Linked DNA regions of Ovis aries: region 2 is linked to region 1. Evidence: chromatin contacts called from public Hi-C data. All regions are on one chromosome and are shown on one strand. Each heading gives the region's core, a stretch centred on a gene start, on an enhancer-like site or on the middle of the called end of the contact. The rest is flanking DNA. Distances are from core to core; before and after follow the strand shown. Region 1 has its middle 120 kb from the start of ZFP36L1. Region 2 holds the start of ZFP36L1 (ZFP36 ring finger protein like 1).

The links. A called contact is a pair of places that touch in the nucleus more often than the background predicts.
Region 2: a Hi-C map of tail adipose tissue shows a contact between it and region 1, with 2.8 times the contacts expected there. The contact joins the promoter of ZFP36L1 here to the enhancer-like site in region 1. A contact is called at or near these places in 2 of 16 Hi-C or Micro-C datasets (blood and tail adipose tissue).

What each region holds. Positions count from the first base shown.
Region 1 is chr7:78,579,239-78,582,769 of ARS-UI_Ramb_v3.0, forward strand. No RefSeq gene overlaps it. Among named protein-coding and RNA genes, the nearest start is that of ZFP36L1, 120 kb to the right of the region's middle. Within about 2 kb of position 1,828, at least 17 of the 54 cell types and tissues checked have an H3K27ac peak or open chromatin away from gene starts, as enhancers often do. A contact at or near this core is called in tail adipose tissue, where this site is marked.
Region 2 is chr7:78,701,242-78,704,772 of ARS-UI_Ramb_v3.0, forward strand. ZFP36L1 (ZFP36 ring finger protein like 1) reads right to left here and starts at 1,922. Exons shown (of 2, transcript XM_015097137.4): 1 at 1,728-1,922. The coding sequence starts at 1,784.

The sequences.
Region 1 (3,531 bases), core at 578-3,077:
CCCATTTGTAGAGTGTGCCAGTTTCTGTGGTACAAAAGGTCTCCCTGTGTCTGATTCCCAGCTACCCAATGTGATGCCACTAAACGTGAATTTGGGAAGAGATGCACAGGGACACAGCACTGTGTAGTATTTCCACTATATCCATGTAAAGGCAAATAACTCCAGAGCATGGATAATAGCAAAGGGCAGCAAAATAATTAGGATGTGATCTGTCTTTAGTATTGATTACCTTTGTTTTTAATATTAATTTAAGCTTATGAAATTTCATTTACTGTAATGGCTGTGTTGAACAAGCAGCTCACGAAACTCCTGAAAATTTAACAATCAGTCACTGTAAGCCAGCTCCAGTACATCATTGTCCCTTCCCTCCTTCCTGTTAGCCTCTATGGGCTTCATGACATCTGATGGCCACACCCTTCATTAAATAGCTCCAGCTAGCCCAGGTCCACAGGAATTAAGAGAACATCACTCAGCGCTCAGCTTCTCCAAACAAGCAATGCCCACCGCTTCAGTCCAATGAAGTGACTTAATAATCTGTTTCCTTCAATAAACTGTGATTTCTGAACTTACTTCAGATACCTGAGCATCACTGTAAGCTGAGAATGAGGCCCAAAGTCGTTCATGATGTAATATACCAGGTTTAAACTTGGCAAGCGGATGACATTGTGAGAAATGGATTTTCTTAGGTTGGTTTTAGGAGTCTGGGGTGTTTTTTTAAGAGTTAAGCCAAGGCAAAAAATAACCCTTGCAACACATCACTTCACAGCTGGTCAGCCTGGGAGAAACTATTCTGGGATATCCAAGCTAAGGTGCCTCTTTAAACTCCAGGCAAACTGAAATCAGGATGTGGAGTTTCTATTCTTGTCTCAAGAATTTGCTGTGACATCCCTGGCCAGTTAGTGCCCTGGCTGGTGCCTCAGTTTATCCTCTGGTGAAATCAAGTCAACTGCCTTAGCTGAGGTTGTTAGACTTGAGCCCTGGGAAGTGAAAAACGTTTCCAAAGGGTGTGGAGCATCTACTCGAGGGGTTCTTAATCTATGGAGAATTTAGAAGGAGCCAAGTTTTAGATAAAATCTTTTAAGAAATGACAAGTGAGCAAGGTCTAACAGAGAGGAACACGAAAAGCAGTAGAAAGTAAAGGAGGAAGTGAGCCTTCAGACAACGTCTGGAGAAAATATTGGACCAGGGGTTATAGGAACCTGGGTCCATATTCACTTCACCAGGACAGAGTCTGTGCAAAGGGTGAGTTAACTACCAAAGAAAAAGCAGCCAAGACGGGGCTAGTAGTGCCTTTTGTTTGGATTTGAGATAGTTTCCTGAGTAGAAATGGAATGTGATCAAAGTTATATTAATAATTCTAACTGCGTGGAAGATGACCATGGAGTGGGCAAACTTGAAAGCAATACCATCCTGGAAATACCTCTGGAATACCTGTGACCTGATGTGTGCAGGCTCAGTCACTCATGGGGTCTGACTCTTTGTGACCCCACGTGACCCCCTGTCAGGCTCCTCTGTCCATGGAATTTCCCAGGCAAGAATATTGGAGCATGTTGCCATTTCCTACTCCAAGAGATCTTCCCAACCAGGGGATCAAACCCCCTTCTCCTACATCTCCTGCATTGGCAAGTAGATTCTTTTCCCACTGAGCCACCTGGGGAGCCCCACCTGTGACCTGGGCCCCTCTGTAAATAACCTCTCTACTGTTCCTCACCTGGCACTGTAATTCTCAGAGAATGAGAATCTTCCCTTTATTGAGAGCCTGACTCAGCCCTTTGGAAGGAGAAGAATTAGGAGTGATCACTGTGTACTTCTGTCCAGTTCTCCCCATGCCTTGGAATTCTGCCATCTTACTCTTTTCACCAGCAACCTGGAGGAGAGGGGACTCTATTCCTAACTTTAACACAGAAGCCACTGAGACTTACATTAAGTGACTTGCCCCAGATCACACTTAGTCTTGATCGCAACAATTCTAGCACCTCATCTACACCAAGCTGTCTCTACCAAACCCAACATGCTAGTCAGCTTTTCCCTCCGTAGGCCAGACACATTTCAAAATAAAAAGCCAATTGAACTGAATGGCTAGTTCCAGTTGTCAAACACTATAAGTTAGAGAGTTTCTTCCAAAACTTCAACGGGAAGTCCAAGAATTCTGAAATCCAAAGCCAGCCAAATCTGGATTTCCTCTACAAAGAGACTGTCCCTCCCCATGAAGAACATACCCTTCCCCATTAAGCTCGTTCCATGTTTCCTAATAACTTTTGCTTACACCACAAAATTGTCATAGATTATGGAAACACAAAGGCCTTGGGAAAAAAATGTCCTGAGCCCCTGGAAGTCATTATTTTTTCCTTTAGCAATTGCTGAGTTAAGCAGTAAAAATATGGTTTCCATCTTGCACACACACACACACACACACACTCACACTCACTCACACATACACATTCACACAGCCGATCTGCTGGACATATGTTCAGAAGAAAGCGGGGATGTGGGGGTGGGAGAAGATTCACATGTCGTGAGTCAAGAGCTTGAACATTTGAAAAGAAAAAGTGGGAGAGGGTGGGGAGTTTGCAGCCCTGGAAATGGACTATCCAGAGGATTTATTGCCTTTGAGTATCTCACAAGGCATTTTTTTTTTTTTATAAAAATCTGTAACTTATGGCTTTTTTTTTCCTGTATAGGGTAGTAAACAAGAGCTCTGAAAGGGGAAGGAAACCAGGAGAAAGCCAGCTCCATTAGTCACGCAGCTGCATATCCTGTCACAAAGGACCCCAGTTGAGTAATCGCCCAAAATATGCCTGTTATTTTTTTTCTGTCAGAAAAAAAAATGGGGCCTGCCAAAATGTACTGTAAAAAAAAAAAGAAAAAAAAATCTGGTCTCTCAGCCCCAGAGGGGGAAAGGAAAAGAAAGAAGAAACAGGCGTAACTTCTCAGCACTCCTCTAACCCTCTCCCCAACTTATCTTTAAAAGAAAAAGCCTTTAGGTTCTCCACAACGATGGAGCCGGCTTGAAAAGAGCTGGGTCTGTGAGATGTTCCAGGTCTCCGAGTCCAGGCGGTTATGCAGTGCTGAGAGCTTAGAAAGAAGAAGGACGATACGAGAGGGGAGGAAGAGGACAGCCCCAGGTGGGAGACGGAAAATGAACAGGAAAAGGACAGGGACATTGAAGCAGGCCTTTGATAGACTAAAGGGGTGAGCTAAGTGTCCCACAGAGAACTTGTGGTGACCCACACCAGTTTCACGAGCGTGCCATGGGCCCAGCCAGTGGCCAAGCAAGCTACAGAAGCTTTTCTGATGGCCTCAGCGAAACCACCCTTGTCTCCAGCCTCCAATGTGCTGTAGGCTATGTGGGCCACAGAATGAACAACAAGAATTTGTGTGGCAGGACTCTGACTAGGGAAGTCTGCAGAACAGGGGCTGGGGAAGGACCAGAGCTGCCTACCATCTCAGGAATTTTCCTGGACTGGTTTTTCAAAACCCCTGGAGGCAAGGCTCCTGGTGGGGCAAAAGTAGGCATGGCAAACCAAGGTG
Region 2 (3,531 bases), core at 672-3,171, 120 kb after region 1:
CTCCCACCATTCACTGCGCACCCCACCCCCTCCGCTGAGAGGATGCCTTTGCAGTTAGTCTCCTGGCTGCAAGAGCAGGCTTGGATAAGAGCGCCAGTGTTTAATCTTTAACGCAAAGCTGCAGGTGGGAAGGAAAAGGAAAGCACCAAATCCCCCCAGCCTCCTCCCAGTCAATAATGGACGTGGGGGAGGTGGGGCGGGGGGCAGAGGCACCACAGGCAGGTCTCTGTTCCAATGGGACTCAATTCACCTGCCCAACCTGTACTCAAGATTTGGAAAGGGTGTGAGCAGGGGACCTGGGAGTTGGCTTCCAGGCCCATGTGGGTGTCATTGTGCAAATTCTAAAGTTGGCCCCTTAGGATCAGCTGCGGGGGATCGGGAATCTGTAACAGCAACCACCCCCTGGAGCGGATTACAGGAACCAAGTGGAGAGCCAGTTCCCAACAATGAGGTTCATTTAAAAAGTCCTGAGGGGGGAGGGAGCAAGAGAAAGAGAAATAGATCAAAGAGCTAGAGAGCCGCGAAAAGAAGGAAGAAGTGCCGGCTAGCTCAGGCAGCCGCCAGGGCAACTGAAGTTTGGAAAAGCACAGGGAGGGAAGGAAACTGAAATTCAAACTTTTTGATGTTGCTCTTCAGCTCCAGGGTGTCCCTGCACCCCAACTCTGCAGCCCTGGGGCCCTGGCAGCTGCACCGACTGGAGAAGCAAGCTAGGAAAAGACAGCAACATGACTCGACGTGTTTAAAAGAAGGCAAAACACTTTAGCAATTAAAAGCAGCCAAGCAGCTTCTCTCTTTCAAACCGGGGAGAGGGGGCGAAAAAAAAAAATCTAACATCCACAGGCTTCTGTTATATACCCTTAAACTGCACTTCTGGAATAAATATTTCGGATTTAAAACTCGCCTTTTTCCACACCGGCTGGCAAGCCATACGACTTAAGGAGGCCCTCATTAAATCCTTCCTCGCCAAGACCCTAGAGCTCAGACGGGCATTTTGTCGTCGTGTCTCCCCCACCGCCCCCCCCCAATCCCGTCCATATCCACGAATCTCATTTTCTCAGAAAAGAGGGAAGCGGGTGAACCCGAGCGCCACTTTCACCCCCAAAGTCTGCAGCACGATCGGCTATCACAAGAGGAAGCCTGTCGAGCTGGGGCGAACTGAAGTCCCAATGCAAACTCGTTTGACAACATGCTTTGAATCACAACTCTTGGCCTTTTTCTCGCAGATCCCCAGCCTCTCCAGAACAGAGGGGGAAATCACCCAGCAAAACATCATCCCGAGATTCTCCTTCCCGAGGGACCCGCACCTCCCGACCTGCAGTCCGGCAAAGTGGCTGGAGAGACTCGAACTCCCTCCCGGGAGCGGCGACACCCGAAACGCAGCGGACAAGCGAAGCCGGGCTCAAGAGTGGCACGTCACGGACGAAAAGAATTACCGAAAAATTGCCCCAATCCCAAACATTGCCCAGGGAAGCCCCCACGCACACTGCGCCCCTAAAACTCTGGTCTCTGGATTCCCAGGTAATCCCCGCCAGAACAGTCGAAACGCAAAGGGTGGGGAGGAGAAAGCCAAATTCCTTCAAACTGGGGAGAAAAATGAGGCGGAAAAAACCACCATCTCGCCTCTTTCTCTCCCCCACCCCTGCCCGTCCAGACCTAAACTTTTGGAGATTCTTTTTGAGGACAAAAGAAAAAAGACTTTGAAAAGCAAGCGGTGCGCCCCACTTTACCTTGCATAAAACTTCGCTCAAGTCGAAGATGGTGGCAGACACGAGGGTGGTGGTCATCTTGGGCGCTCGCGCGGGGCAGGGACGAGGGTCTGGTGTGTCGCGAAGGTCCCGGTGCGGGGAAGGCGCAGCCTCCGGCTCTCCGGTCAGGAGTCCCACACGCCTGCTCCCGGCGCCCCTCGCCTTTCCGACTCTCCCGAGCTGCGGCGCGCGAAGCCCAATTTATATAAGTTTCAGATTTGGTGGGCCGGAGGGGGAGGAGGAGCTTTAAACTTATTTAAATGAGGAAGAGAAGAAAAAAAAGTTGATTGACACTGAAGTTGAATCAGCCATGCGGTCAAACTCGGGGGAAAAAAAAAAAAAAAGAAACTTTCAAAAGGAAGAGGGGGGAGGGGAGACGAGGAAAGAAGGCGAAGAGGGGGGAAAAAAAAAACCCACTGCGAGCCGCGCACAACTTTTTTTTTTTCTTAAAGAGGAAAACTTTCGAGTCCGCTCGCCTGTCTACCTCGGGCTGCCGGCGCCCCTTTCTGGGGCCGCGCGCGGCGCGGGGGGTGGGGAAGGGGCGCCCCCCTTTTGTCAGCCTGCGAGCGCTGCTCTGTGACATCACTCATTCCACACTCTTCGGGGTTCTTGTTGTTGTGTTGTTATTTTTCTTTTCTTTTTTTTGGTAGGGCTGGAAGGCGGGCTCGACTTTCTCTTTTTGCTAGCGGGAGCAGAAGCCCGTCCTAAGCGCCCGGTTTCCATCTTGTGCCGATCTCCCTTGAAACTTCTCTAAGTTCCCGCACAACTTCGCTCTTTCCCCGGGATCTTTTCAGCCCTTGGTTCCCCTCCGCAAATCCCACGGGGAGAGGAAACTGGAAATACGGGGAGCACAGAGCGTTCACGTCTAGGGTTTTGTTTATTCAGGGGTGGGGTGAGGGACAAGGATTAAGGAGGTTCCCCCCCAAAACACACACACACACACACCCTGGAGGACCGGGCCTGGCGACGGCGAGCACCAAGCGATTTCGCGCGCCGCTCGCGTCTACACTGGCGTTCGCTGTGCAGCGGACACCCTCCAAGTCTGGGCCGGGGCGGGGGGGCGGGGGGCCGGGGGGGCGGGGTGGTGGGGATGCTCCACGAAAAAGACCCCCGCCCGGGCTGTTTGTTTTCACAGGCCTGGGAGTGGTATTTATTGCACGCAGTAATCTTTAAATAGTTTTCTAAAACAAACCTGAATCCTCACGAACGCCCTTCTGCCCACCCCCGAAAAAAAATCACCCAGCAACGCACAACTTGCCCCGCGCTCTGAACCACAGGCTGCGCCCGAAACTCCCTAAGCAACACGTATACACACCACAGACGCTGGAACCAAAAAAAAAAAAAAAAAAGTTACTTTGGTAAGAATGAAGATACAAAGATGGGGGGAGGCGACACTTACTGTTGCTTCTCCCCCGCCCTCACGGGAATGGAACATATGGCTTGTCACACTGCGCTGTTTTGGCGGGATGGGGGGAGGGGGCATGGGATCCTCGAAACCGAAAGGCCTCGAGTTGGCAATTACTCTTCTGAAAATTGGAAAGTATATATTTATTTACTGTTTGTTCGGACACCCCTCCACCCACCCAAATAAAAAGTTGCGAATGCGTCCCCCACAGACCGAGGTGGAAACCGCGGGGCTGCGTTTCTTTCCTATTTCCCCGCGTGCCCGGCCGCCTCCTCAGCCCTCGCACGTTTCTTCCCAGCACTCGAGGCCGCCGGGTCTGTTATGAAACCCCGTGCGCTGAGTGGCTAAGAGCGGGTTCCATTGCGATGTAATTAGGTCACC